Linked DNA regions of Mus musculus: region 2 is linked to region 1. Evidence: chromatin contacts called from public promoter capture Hi-C data. All regions are on one chromosome and are shown on one strand. The core of a region is the stretch at or near the end of the contact, and the rest is flanking DNA. Distances in the headings are between cores, read along the strand shown. Region 1 holds the start of Srpk3 (serine/arginine-rich protein specific kinase 3). Region 2 holds the start of Plxna3 (plexin A3).

Region 1 (2,700 bases), core at 178-2,677:
CCAGTCGAGATGGTACCTCTTGTCATCCTACAGATATCTCACTCCAGCTTTACTCTTCTGCCCAAGTAGGCCTCAAAAGTAGCCTTTTATATTTGGGAGTCACTCAGCAGATAATCACAGTCAACCTAATTACCTGTGTTCCCCCTACTCAGAAACACAAGTGCCCAAAGGGATGAAGTTGTTTTATAGGCTCTTCCCGCAAGGGCTAAATCCCATGATGCAATGTGGATCTTTGACTGCCATATTGCTCGTTCTGCAAAGGATACGGACTCCATTTACTCCTGAGATCCTGAAGTCATCGATAAGTTGAACAATGGTCTCCCTTTTGGGGTCACTAGGGTCACTGTCCCTGACCTGAAACAAAAGGCAAGGAGCCACAGATGACTCCAACCTGCTCCTCAACACTGCTCTGCTCATATCCCCTGAAGCACTTCTATCCCCCTTTCCCAGTCCAGCTGGGGCCCACTTGAAGAAAGCCAGCTGCCTCTGCTCTCCGGGTCCTTTTACTTGGCAGAGTCAGCTGGAGCCTGTCCCCTCTGGGAGCCCCGCCCCACTCTGTAGAGCCCCAGCAGGCCCTGCATTCACATTGCCAGGCCCAAGGCAGTTCAAGGGGCTGGGAGCAGTAGGGGAGGTGCCTTACACATTTCAGGAGCTTGATCTCATCCACGGCTGTCTCAGTGTAATGTCCTGCACTCTTCACCACTTTCAGGGCCACAAAGCGCTTGCGCCTGTAATATGGAGACCCTCATAGGCTGCCAGACCTTGCCAGAGTCACATGTTCTCACGGTGGTGGTCTTAACCAAACCCATAGGCAGATCCCAGCTACTCACTGAATATCCCAGCAGAGCCAGACTGTAGAGAAATGGCCCCAGCCTAGCTTTCGCACCACATGGTACCGCCCATTGAACAAATCACCGATCTTCACTGGGTAGTAACCACCTGCAGAAGGGAACCAAAAGATCAGAGTAGGGCATCTCTCCCTTATACCTCAATATCAATGTCCTGCTGGTCATCTATCTCACGTGGGCCTAGTCTTGGCAACTTTTTACTCTCAAGCTGTCCTGAGCCCTTGCAGTGGCAATCCGGCTGGCCACATGCAGCCAGGGCCAGGCCTTACCCTTGCAATAGTCCTTAGGGTCTTCCTGTTCCTCATCATCAGAGCCCAGGAGTCCCTGCAGCAAACGAGGTGCTGGTGTGGCTGGAGTTAATTCAGAGCCTGAGGACTCAGGCCCACAGGAAGTCTGAGAGCTGTGGGTGAAGGAGGAGGATGCAGACAGTGAGCTCACAGGGAGCAGGGGACCCCAGTCTCCCCAGCCTGGTCATACCTGCTGCTGCTGCCGCCACAATCCACACTACCACTACCACCGGCATTGGCACTCATCCTGATGTCGCAGCCCAAAGCTCTGGTGCACTGGACCGCTGTTCCTGTGGGGCCCAGCCGTGGCCAGTGCATTTATAGCTTCTGCCGCTGATCTCACTCGCCTTTATAAATAGCCTCCCAGCTGCTCAGCTGTGGGCAAGGTATGCAGAACAGGGAGGGGGTAGTGCACTGATGGCAGCCTGGAGAGTCCAGCCCCTAAGCCAAACACCCCTGCTCTGTTTTCACCCACACTCTAGAGACAGAGGGAGCCATCAAGCTGGGGTTATGATAGCAACTCTGTCCCTAGGCTGATTCCCCACAGTGTAGGACTAGCCAAGGAAGACCTCTGCATGGAGATGGAGCAGTCTGGAGTTCCTGTACTCTAAGGTTGTAGGGAGGGGAGGCTCCTATGAAAGAATGAAGTTGATATGATGACCAGGTCCTTTGGCTGAGCTCTCTCCAAATGTTGCAGGGTACTTGATGCATTCTGGAACTTCCCACTTAACCCATATAAGTGTCCTTTTAGAGGTGACCCCCACCAATCCCACCTAAACCCCATGCTCTGCTCAATCTCAACCCTGATCCCAGCTCTTTTGTAACTCATAGACGCACCCCCTAGGCAGGTGGGAGCCCAGACCTCCCCTCTATGTGGCTGAGCAGGGGTCAAAGGCAAGAGTTAAAGGCAACTCATTCCTCCCATTAGAGGCAAAAGGCTCATCAGATTTACATAACACACCCTAGCTCTAGAGCTGACCACTTCTGCCTTGCTGTCCCCATCAACATTTGCAGGTTCCCATTTAGGCCAACTCTGCCATGTCCACCAGGAGAAGAAAAAACACACAGTTATTGCCCATGAGCTAGTTGGTAACTGAGGGATCCTGTGCATCTTGAGTGACCAGAAAGCATTAAGTCCCCAGAAGCACTCAGGATATACTGTGCCAGCATGCTACAGAATACTAGGACCTGGGAAAACAACTGAGACCCTATCTGGAGTCTATGGGTGTCACTGGAGAGAGAGTTCCAGAAAAGTAGACAAGTACTTTTGCTCTTTTGGGCTTTCTAAAGTTGGTAAGGTGATGCCTAGTACTTAATAAACCAGTTGTGGTGGAATGTGCCTGTACTCTCAATACTCAAGAAGTACTCAGAAGTTCCAGGTTATGCTCAGCTACATAGCAAGTTTAAGGCCAGCCTGGAATGCATGAAACCCTATCTTTAAAAATAAAAACCACCTGGAGAGATGGCTCAGTGGTTAAGAATACTGGCAACTATTGTCCAAGTTCAATTCCCAAGACCCATGTGGCAGCTCACATGTCTACAACTCTAGTTCCCAGAGGATTGAC
Region 2 (2,764 bases), core at 26-2,525, 550 kb before region 1:
GCTCAGACACAGGCAGACAAATGCTCTGCCAGGCCTGTGTGGCTCTCCCTGAAGAGCCAAAGGTTAGTCAGAGAGGGATATTGGCAGAAGGGTATAACCCACTTTTGAGAGTCCCAGAAGTATTATATGTAGAAACCAGCATCCTCAAATACAGTTGAAGCCTTAAGGCTATGGAGTACTACCCCTTCCCCTAAACAAATAGGGCCAATGCTGGCATTCACCCCCCGGGCCACACCCAGCCAGCCCCAGGCTGCAAAGACAGCAGAGCAGTGTCTCTGTAACTAATGGGGCAGAGCTCAGTGCTACCCTCTCAGTGCCCAATTCCCAAGAGACACAGGAGGGACTCAGAATGGGGTGGGGGGTGGGGGCCACAGCAAAGAGAAAGAAAAGCCAGCATTTGCTAGAACATGGAGCAATTCCAGCTTGAAAGTGCCAAGTTTCAGCTCAGAGTGATCAGCGCTCTGGGGCTCTTTTGTCGGGTCTGCATCCCAGACCCCTCATGCAACAACCAGAGAAGAAAGGAAAGCAAAAGAGAAAAGCGACTGCACCCTACCTTCACCTCTTCTACACTCTACAGAAAAGCCAAATTTTAGGAACTGGCCGGGACAGGTTGGAAAGGAGACCTGGAAAGTGGTAATTGGCAGCCCAAGACCCCACCCCAGCCCCCACCTCTAAGTGGCAACCTCAAGCATCACAGTCGCACCCAGCCCCTCTGCTACAGTCCTGCCAGCAAAGAGCGCGATGATGAGGAAAGCTCCATATAAATATGCAGGTCCACAGCCCGCTCTTCCACAATGCTCCCCTCTATGCCATGAACCCAACCAGTCCTGCCCCCAATGGGGGCACCCTGAGCAGACCCGCAGATACCTTAGTCAATACAGAGGCTACAGCAATGCTCAGAGATGCTGCTCCTCCTCTACAAAAGGGTTCTATCAACCAATAGGACTATGATCGAGTTGGCTGTCTCTTCCCGCTCAGGGTACGGAGTGCTTGGCAAGCCTGGTCTGGAGAGGTAGGGAGGGACAGGGCCTGACCCCAGAAACCATCTGGACCCCCAGGCTGTCTGAAACCTCTGCCATCCAGCAGACTATTGGCGCACAGGCTTTAAGGATGGCGACCACCTACCTGTCCCTCCACCGCGACTGACTCGGGGTGGCCACCCGTGGCCACGTGGACGTGCCCCCCCGCCCCGTGCCCAACAGCCGCCCCCCTCGCTTGGCCCCGCAGCCTCGCCTCGCACGCTGCAAAATCTGCAACCGCCGCCGCCCACACACTGGGCTGGCCTGCGGCCGCCTGGGCCTTTTAAACCCGGACCGTACCACCACACCGGGAGGGGGCTCCCAGAGAGGGCGGGCCGGGGCCCTAAGAAGCAGAGCGCATGGCGGTTGGGGGAGGCCGCTAGGCCCTGGGGCCCAGGACTCTAGTGCAAGAAGCAAGCCTCTCATGGGTCTCTGGGGATCCCTTCCTGAGAACAGCCCCCTTTGCTCAATGGCTGAGTCCTAGGCGCGGGCCTCTCCACACCCCCAGCTCCCCGCCTGCTGCCTTCAGCAACCCTGGAATCTGTGCGCGGCCGCGCCACACCCCCTTGGGCCTGGAGTGCGCGCCTCCAGGAGCCCGTGGCCACCTGCTACTGTTGCAAGATATTGCTTTGGCCGGTCCAACAAAACCGCACAAACAAAGATTGCCCCCTAACTCAGGGCTCTTTCTCCAATGATCCATAAACTGGTGGGCTAATACCCGCCACGAAGCTTGGAGTACTGCAACTTATAGCCATTTTCACCTAGTTCTTTCCTCAGCAAGTCACCATGACTCTGAATCTGCTGAATCTGGGATTTAATTCCATTGCTTTCTCTTTTTTTTCTTGAATTTATTTTCCCTTTAGTACAGAGTGGTCTCGAACTGACTACCCTTCTGCTTCATCCTCCCAATACTGGGATCATTATGGGTCTATGCCATCACAGCTGCATTTTTTCCATGTTGTGTTGAGATAGTGCCTCCTACTGTACCCCAGGCTGGCCTTGAACTTACAGTGATCCTCCAGCTTCACCTTCCCATGTTCTGGAATACAAGTATTTTCCACTGCTACAGTTATTCTTTGTGTGTGCATGCGCACGCACCCAAGAAGACCATCTGAGAGCATTAGACACCATAGAGCTGCAGTACAGTAGCAGGTGCTCTTAACCATTGAGCCATCTTTCTAGCCTCTTTTTTTTTCCGTTGTAAACCGCTTTATTGAGATATAATTCAGTTTTCATATAAGTCCTGTATTTAATGTATACAGACAATTCAGTGGCGTTTTAATATAATCCTAAAGATGTGCAACCATTTCTGCCATCTAATTCTTGAACATTTTCATCACTTCTAAAAGAAACTCTGTAGGAGTTAGCTATCAGTCTCAATTCCCCTCATATATATATATACCCAAGCTCTGGGAAACGCTCTGTCCTTACTGACTGTGGGGTTGCCTCTTAAGGATATCTCAAATAAATGGAACTATACAATATAAATATATTTTTATGTCGACTCATTCTTTTAATATTTTCAGGTTTTGTCAGAGTTGTACCATGGATCAAGACTTCCTTTTGGGGCCAAATAATATCCTGTTGCATGGGTAAGCCACATTTTATTTATTCTTTCATCAACTGACACATTTTTTTGTTTTCCTCTTTGGGCTGTTTGCTTACTTCTTTGTATGTGCTTGGGCCAGGGAGTGGCACTATTAGGAGGTGTAGCCTGGTTGGAATAGGTGTGTCACTGTGGGTGT

The links. Promoter capture Hi-C pulls out the DNA fragments that hold promoters and counts their contacts.
Region 2: a contact with region 1 is called in a promoter capture Hi-C map of hippocampal neurons, with 4 times the contacts expected there. The contact joins the promoter of Plxna3 here to the promoter of Srpk3 in region 1. A contact is called at or near these places in 6 of 39 promoter capture datasets (the C10 cell line, hippocampal neurons, liver and 2 more), 2 of 115 datasets of contacts at active chromatin or transcription factors (cardiomyocytes and double positive thymocytes) and 2 of 9 other capture datasets (adipose tissue and liver).

The regions. Positions count from the first base shown.
Region 1 is chrX:73,773,132-73,775,831 of GRCm38.p6, reverse strand. Srpk3 (serine/arginine-rich protein specific kinase 3) reads right to left here and starts at 1,427. Exons shown (of 15, transcript NM_019684.2): 1 at 1,326-1,427; 2 at 1,118-1,248; 3 at 831-939; 4 at 641-728; 5 at 267-354. The coding sequence starts at 1,381.
Region 2 is chrX:74,327,577-74,330,340 of GRCm38.p6, reverse strand. Plxna3 (plexin A3) reads right to left here and starts at 1,275. Exons shown (of 33, transcript NM_008883.2): 1 at 1,126-1,275. It overlaps Gm39520 (a long non-coding RNA gene), which reads left to right and starts at 2,051. Exons shown (of 4, transcript XR_878127.3): 1 at 2,051-2,171; 2 at 2,546-2,611.